2 separate regions of the Mus musculus genome follow, and region 2 is linked to region 1. Evidence: chromatin contacts called from public Micro-C data. All regions are on one chromosome and are shown on one strand. The core of a region is the stretch at or near the end of the contact, and the rest is flanking DNA. Distances in the headings are between cores, read along the strand shown. Region 1 has its middle 46 kb from the start of Gm31529. Region 2 holds the start of Lingo1 (leucine rich repeat and Ig domain containing 1).

Evidence for each region. A called contact is a pair of places that touch in the nucleus more often than the background predicts.
Region 2: a Micro-C map of embryonic stem cells shows a contact between it and region 1, with 2.1 times the contacts expected there. The contact joins the promoter of Lingo1 here to the enhancer-like site in region 1. A contact is called at or near these places in 2 of 484 Hi-C or Micro-C datasets (both in embryonic stem cells), 3 of 115 datasets of contacts at active chromatin or transcription factors (embryonic midbrain, embryonic stem cells and forebrain) and 3 of 9 other capture datasets (adipose tissue, liver and pancreatic islet).

Annotation. Positions count from the first base shown.
Region 1 is chr9:56,531,995-56,535,862 of GRCm38.p6, forward strand. No RefSeq gene overlaps it. Among named protein-coding and RNA genes, the nearest start is that of Gm31529, 46 kb to the right of the region's middle. Within about 2 kb of position 2,052, at least 67 of the 459 cell types and tissues checked have an H3K27ac peak or open chromatin away from gene starts, as enhancers often do. A contact at or near this core is called in adipose tissue, embryonic stem cells and liver, where this site is marked.
Region 2 is chr9:56,633,677-56,637,544 of GRCm38.p6, forward strand. Lingo1 (leucine rich repeat and Ig domain containing 1) reads right to left here and starts at 1,972. Exons shown (of 2, transcript NM_001311076.1): 1 at 1,399-1,972. The coding sequence starts at 1,404.

The sequences.
Region 1 (3,868 bases), core at 802-3,301:
TTGGCTGTCTAGACCTGTCTATGTCTAGACAGCCATTTACCTGGGTCTCTGTATTGCTGAATCACCCAGGGCTCCCCAGCATGTATGGGGTAGCCAGGGCTATGTGTGTGGCCAAAGTGACCAGCTGCATTGTTCCTCTGAGCAAGCATCTCCCTAGATCAGTGGCTAAGCCAATTTGCACCTCACCTCCTCCCCTTAGAGAGGGAGGATGGATTCTATGGGCTTTGTGTAAAGGGATTAAGGCTTTAGCTTGCTCCACAGGGAGAAGAGCTGTAGATTCTGAGTCCTGTGGCAGCTGGAACCTGCTTCCTGGGGCCTTGTGGACTGGAGAGGCAGCTTGGGCTGAGGCTAGAACAAGAAGGCCTGTGTGAGGAGCTGGGTAAACAGCCTTGCCACACAGGCCTTCTGAACCAAACAGTACTTTAGGCGCTTGGGAGGAAGAGGGGGGTAGGCAATATTAGGGAAACCCTGAGACCACAGAGGTTGTCTGACAGAAGTCTGAAGCCCAAGGAGGATCAACCATTTCACAGATATGCTCAAGTCCAAAGATGGCACATCTTGCCGATAATCACACAGCAAATCAGCTCGATTCTTGATTGCTCAGCAGAACCTAGTTGTTGGCCGGGCCCTGCCCTGTCTTCTCCATTTAACATTGCTTTCCCCTGACTCTCAACCCAGACAGCCCTGTTGATGGGGGAGTTCAACATGATCCTTCATATGAATCTATTCATCTGGACAGGTGTGCATAGAGAGATGGAGAGAGGAGCCTGGCCACAGAGCTACCCTCTGCCTCTGGCCTGTGCTTACCAGGCCAGCCTTCCCGCTCCAGGCCTGGGTTCTGAACCCTGTGACTGCCCACAGATTCTGCTTTTGAGTGGCTGACCTGGAAAATGCTTCCAGTCACCTTAGCTACAGAGAGACACACATGGAGGTGAATAAAGGCAGATAAAGCCAGAGATAAAGGATGGAGCTCTTCACTTGGGGGAGACCTTAGACTAAGAAAGACTGGGCCAGTGAGAAGTCTCAGTGGGTAAAGGAACTTGTCCCCAAGTCTGATGACCTGAATTAGAACCCTGGGAACAGGTGGTAGAAGGAGAGAACTCCCCCAAGTTGTCCTTCAAACTCTACATGTGCATGTGCATAGAACACACACACATTCAAAAAGTAAAATATAAAAAACAAAACAAACCAACTAGACAAACAAACAAAAAAACCCACCAAGGAGCTGGAAGGATGGCTGAGTGCTTGAGAGCACAGGATCCTCTTCTAGGCTCAGTTCCCAGCACCCGCGTGGCAGCTCACACCTGCTGTAACTCCAGCTCCAGAGCTTCTGACACCTCACACAGACACACAAGCAGCCAAACACCGATGAACATAAAATAAGAATAAGTTTTATATACAGCAGATGATAGTGGCACACACCTTTAATCCCAGCACTTGGAAGACAGAGAGGTAGGAGGGTCTATTCCTATGAGTTCAAGGCCAGCCTGGTCTATAGAGCAAGTTCTAGGATGGCCAGGGCTGTTACACAGGAAAACCATGTTTTGAAAAAGAAGAGAAGGAGGAGGAGGAGGAGGAGGAGGAGGAGGAGGAGGAGGAGGAGGAAGAAGAAGAAAGAAGAAGAGGAAAGTGGGGGGAGGGGAGGGGAGGGGAGGGGAGGGGAGGGGAGGGGAGGGGAGGGGAGGGAAGGGAAGGGAAGGGAAGGGAAGGGAAGAAACATCAAAATTTTTGTTGTCTTGTTTTTTTAGATAGGATCTCACTATGTAACCCTACCTGTGGCATGGAACTCAGTTGCTATATCAACTAGGCTGGCCTTGAACTAACAAAGATACACCCTGTCGCTACTTTGAAAGTGCTTACTATAATAAAGTTTGTTTCAAATGAATAAATAGAAAGACCATAAAAAAACAGCAGCTGCCTAGTATTTGCTGGGGGAGAGCAGTGAGGACAATGGGGAAGGGCAAGCCTGCAAACGGGCTCCCGATGCTGTGCCCGCTGGTGTTTTCTTTGTAGGAAACAGAACACGTCCTCTGGTCTGAGTGGGAAGACAGAGGCAGGAAGCAGATGGCTGTCCCTCAGGGCCCAGGGCCAGCCTAGACGGGCTGCCTTCCCAGAACAGCTCTATGATGGACCCAGGGCCTCTAGGTCTTGGGGATGTGGCTTTCGGTTTACTTTCTGCCTTGTTTCTGTGGGCACTGTGCGAACTGGCCTGTGTGGGCCCTGCAACTTAAGGCCGGGAGCCACAGCGCCTCCCTTGACTTCCTGTGGGTCTGCCTCAATGCACCAGCTACTGTTGGAGTGCACTGTCCTAGGGTAGCCAGGTGGCCAGGGTGCCAGCAACCTTCTAGTCTGGACTCTTCATGTCGAATTGCACAGATGGAGAAACTGAGACAGAGACTGCAGTTAATTGTGCCAGGCCCTTCCTAGCCAGTGGTAGTGACAAAACTGGGCCAAGGTACCTGGTTCCCACTCAAGACTAACAATGTACCTCAAGTCCCTTGTTCCTCTGGGCTTCCCTGAGCTGGGGTAGACTTCGGAGACCCTGGGCCTCAAGTTTTCCAGGATTTCTCTCTGGACTGAAGTAGGAAGAGTGAGCAGAAAGGGGCGTGGCCTTTCTCCACTCTGGCCTGTTCTGCCTGCGCTCCTTTAGCCCAGAAGCACCTGACCCAGTGATGAGAGGCCCCCAGGCTCCTCCACAAGCCAGCTCGGTTGCACTCAGCTGGGAATCAACCTTGGCTTTGAAGTCCACTGCTGGCCAATAGAGCCGCCGCTAGAAAGCCATGCCAGTTCTCCATCTTCATCTGTGAAATGGGCTCCTAACACCCTTGATCTGACCGACAGGGGGAGCTATGCCATCCACTTGCCCAAACTGCGGCTGAGAGGGGCCAGAATCCTGACTTCTCTGGAGAGACGTAGGGAGCAGCAGCCAACAGGGGTATTGAGTGTCTGTGCTCTCTAGGAAAAGCTGGGTGTGGGTGGTCTGGCTGGTGGCCCCACATTGCAAGACCCACCCAATCACGGGTCTTCATAGGGACTGCCCAGATTTTTAACCATCTACAGGACAAAGGAAATAACAGGTCCTCACATGACCGGCTTTGTGAATGGTGGGAGGGGCCTTAATTTATCAATCTTCCCAGTCAGTCCACACCCACAGTTTAACGGCTTGCTTTCTTCCTTCCTTCCTTCCTTTCTTTCTTCCTTCCTTTCTTTCTTTCTTTCTTTCTTTCTTTCTTTCTTTCTTTCTTTCTTTCTTTCTTTCTGGCCAATGACAAATAAATGGGGAGGGGGTGGGGGGTGTTTCTGTCACTGTCCCCAGCAAGATTTGTCCCCTTGTTCCCTAGTCTGCCTCTTTAAGTAGCTTAACACCTCCTCCAGATTTTTTTTTTTTTTTTTTAATGCTTTTCCTCAGCTTAGGCCCCCAGGGCTTCCTTGACAAGCCGAAAAGGAAAGGCAAAGACGCTCTTGTGGTCCCCATCCCAGCAGCCCCTGGGCTGTTCCGTGCCAGCTACTGGCTTCAAGGTCAGGCTGCAGCTAAATGACCTTGAAAGCTTCCTGCAGCCCCTGGCGTGCCTCCTCTCTCAGAGCTCACTGCGCTCCATCACATTAAGAGGCTGTTAAAAGTGCGTGTCTGGTTGGCTGCCTCTGTGGCCGGCGATCGATGGATGGCGGATTGGAGGGCTAGTTCAGTTCAGGGACAAGCCTCTGCAATAGGAGCGGATCTGCCCTGAGGATCCAGGCCCAAGGGACCTCCTGGCAGCTTTCTTACCCAGATATTTCTACAAGGATGGCCATGGGAGGGAGAAAAAAATTGTCAGGGTGCAGAAGCTGTGCCCTGCACATTATATCTCTAAAAGGTATCTACCTCCTA
Region 2 (3,868 bases), core at 722-3,221, 100 kb after region 1:
CCTGGCACCTTCAGTGTGGCTCTGATGCTCTCTTTGCTTCTCCTTTCTATCACCCCCCACCCCTGTCTCGCCTCCCAGCAAACCAGGTGCCAACATCCTTCCAGTGGCTGAGGACTCTGCACCCCTCTTGGCCCACACAAGGACAAAAGGCCAGGAGCAGTGGAACATCCCCCGCCCCTCACTAGTAGTCTGTGAGGTCAGGGAAACCCCAGGCTCTCTGCCGGCTTGGTGCCCTCGAACTCCCCTGGCACCGATGCCTGTGCTAAAGTCGTTGGCATAATGGCCATCAGGGCTGAGCCCAGAGCCCGGAACCAGGAGAGCTGGGCGCCCTCTGGCTGTCCAAGCCCAGCCAAAGACTGAGGAAAGGCTGGGCTGGCAGAAAGGGGCTGGCCCAGATGGTCTTGCCCCCACCGCAGGCCTCTTGCACTCCCACCCACCAGGGCATAGCTGTTCCCATCTTCCATGTGCCCCAGTCGCCACACCACCCACCACAGGGCATTTGAGAACAAAGGGGAGGTGCCGCCACAACAAGAGCTGGTCAGGGGCTGGTCAGGGACCCCAGCAATAAGAGACCCAGGGGACTGCCTACCTGCCTGGCCCCTCCCCTTCTCAAAGTGGGACCCGCCCAGAAAGAAACATCTGGGTGTCTTAGAGGGCAGGAAGCCCAAAACCCACCCGAATAGGGTGCGTTTGGGGGGACACACACAGGAGGCTCCTTCCTCACCTCCCCCCTTCTCAGCAGGCTCCCACTTCCCACCCATTTCCCTAGGAATGAAAAGTGGGGCAGGAGGAGGTGAGAAGCCCGGCTGAACGAAGACAAAGGGGAGCCCCGAAGGTTCCTGGGTCTTCCTCAACTGGACTCCCCCCTCCCTTTTCTTCCGCCCTCCACCTCCCTTTCATCCAGGCGGAGCGAGAAAGGAGCCAGAAAGAGGCTGACAAGGTTCCTGTGGAGAGAGGGGCAATCCTAGAGCCTGGGGAGAAACTGTTTGCTAGCTGTGTCCTCAAGCTTAAGGGTATTAGCCAGGGCTGGGGAGTGGTCTCTGGTCCACCGAAAGGGACTCACCCAGAGCTGAGAGAACATATCCTCTTGGGTGACCACTGCCCAGAATGGGAGGATGATTTAGGGGGCACCAGGGCAGGAATGGAAAGGAATGGTAGGGATCTCTCCTTGACCACGGGTCCCAGCTTGCCAACCAGGGATCTGTTAGGACCAGCGGAACGGAAATGGGAAAATCATTTGAAACTTGAGGGTCAGGCCTGCGACCCCAAAGGGGGTCTGGGCGGTACAAGGTGCCCTACATAGCCCCATGAGGGTGAAGCCTGGGCCGACAGCAGCTTCCAGCTCCCAGCTCGCCGCAGGGCTGCCGACTCGGGCTCGGCCAAGACGGAGGGGCTCACCTGCATCTCGGGCGCGCTGTCCGTCCGCTCGGCTTGGTCACCAATCGCATGTCTCTCTTGCCGGCGCGGCCCCAGCCCCAGCCCAGCCCCCCTCCTCGGTCTCCTCCTACAACACCTCCGCCCGGTCCGCGCGCCCTCGCAGGGCTGGCTGTCCGTCTGTCTGTCCCACGCGGGCGGGAGCCCAGTCGACTCTAGGGCAGGAGCTCGGGAGTCGGGGGCGGAGGCCGAGGCCCTGGCCGTAGCGGGCTGAGGAGCCGGGGCTCTCAGGACGAGTGTTGCGGGCTCCCGGAGCCTGGCTCTGTCCCTTGGGCCGGCCGGGAGCGGCCGCCACCGCCTCTACCGCTGGGGCCGGGGTCGAGGCCGGGCGTTCTCTGCAGCGGGGCCGGGGCCAGGGCTGGGACCGGTGGGCAGCTGCCGCGCATGCTGCTCTGAGCCCCGCGTCGGGAGAGGGGCCCGAGCGGCGCGGGTGGGGACTCCGCGCGCTCCGGGACCGGGACGGGTCCAGGTCCGGCCGCCTCCTGAGCTGCCGCCCGCTCCGGCTCCCGCGCCGGCTCCCGCTCGGGCTCCGCGCTCTGCCGCGGCGTGGGGAGGGAGCGAGAGGAGCGAGCAGCGAGCCAGGGAGGGAGGAGGGACAGAGGGAGGGAGGGAGGGAGCTAGTGAGCGAGCTCTGGAGCCGGGCGGGGGAGGAGAGAGAAGGCGCGGCCGCAAAACCTGGGTGGGGGTCCTTCTTTCAGAGAACCGGACGAAGATGGAGGAGCGCCCCAGCAGCTGCCCAGCGCCCAGGGCGCAGCGAGAGTGGCAGCGGGGCGCAGACGAAGAACGCTCCCGGGCCGGCGCCCCCGCGCTCCCGCCCTGCACCACGCAGCGCCCCTCTGGGTCCCAGGCTCCAGCAAGTCTTAAGCCAGCCCAGCCCGCGGTCTTCCCAGAGTGCGTGCACCCATTCGCGTTTGATTGTCTCTGGCCACATGCGTGTGCATGTGAGCGCGTGTGTTCACACGTGTTAACTGGGGTCACTGCACACTGCCGTGTGGACCGACACACGCACGTGGACAGACAGCCCCCACACCCCCCAACCTGATCACGGTTGTTTAGAGGACAGCTTGAGGAGGGTCAGGTCTTGACCCCTCCTCTCGAAATGTCCAGGACACCCCCCACCACACACACACACACACACACACACATACACCACACCACACCACACCACCACCACCATTGCTTCCTAGGGATCTTAGGGTGAGGCCGGCCGCCGGGAAGCACAGGAAGGGGATGTGGAAGCCGAGCTGGCTAAGTGGGTCTACCGGGAGGCCAGGTCTAGAATCTGCTTTAGCATCCCAGTCCCCTCCCCGTCGGGTTTCCTGTCCAGCAGAGGGCAGCAGGCCTATCTGCCAGGCTCCGGACGGTGGCACTCTACCAAGTGACCAGCAGAGGGCAGTATAGATCCTCGGTCTGGGCTTAGCTATTTACCATCTAACTCCCTAAAATAAATACTGAGTTTGGTGGGTACCACATCTTCAGATGGCTCCACAGAACAAGACCTTTACATAGAGACCCAAACTCTTCTTGGGCCACAGATCAGAGACTAGCCTGGCAGGGTGGCCTGGCAAGGGCTGCGGTGTAGGCAGGCAACCCGTTGGGACCTCATCTATCTACTGCACCTCTTTCCATCTGCTTGAAGCCAGATGCCCCTTAAAACCATGCCAGATTGATTAGAATAACCATCAATGAAGACACCACAAGGCAGAGTTCCCTTCTCCCCATTAGCACCTCAGCACTCCCGATAGTTTGTAGGCAGGCAAAGAAGGAAGCTGAGCAGGGCAGGAAGAGACCAGCGCAAGGCCTGTCTTTCTGGGGTGGGCAAGGATCCCGTTCCCAGTACCTCGTTCTCCTTCCAAGGAACCAGACTGACATTTCGGAGATACCTGGCTGGCTTGGAGAGGCCAGCTTCAAGTTCCCACCCCCAGCACTGTCTTGATTTCCACAGACCAGCCTTACACACATAGTCCAAAGAGTTGCACAAACCTGTTCCAGCGAAACCGATCTTGGATACCTCTCAGCCTCACTGGCACACCACTGCTTGGGACATTCCTGCCTTCTGTCTATGTCCATATCTCAGGCCTACCTAGAGCCCTTTCCCTGCAGGTGTCAGTGATGCTCCTTGCATCTTACATTCTTCTTCCAACAACCTCAGGAAGAGGCACTACTACTCCCCTGAAAATAAAGAGCAGGAACCCCAGGCTCGGAAAGGTTACGTGACTTGGCCACGGTCACACAGCTTGTAAACCGTGGAAAGGGAATTTGAATGGCTTTCCAGGGCTGAGTAAACCAGTGGGAGGCAGGCTTGGCAGAGGGACTTACTGGTAGGAGGGGAGGTGGGGCGGCCACACGAGTCTCCTCCCTTCCAGAGCCTAGCGCAGGCGGCTCTTGGGTCCCCCGATTCCGTGATCCTTGCACCCCCTTCCCAGTCTCCCCA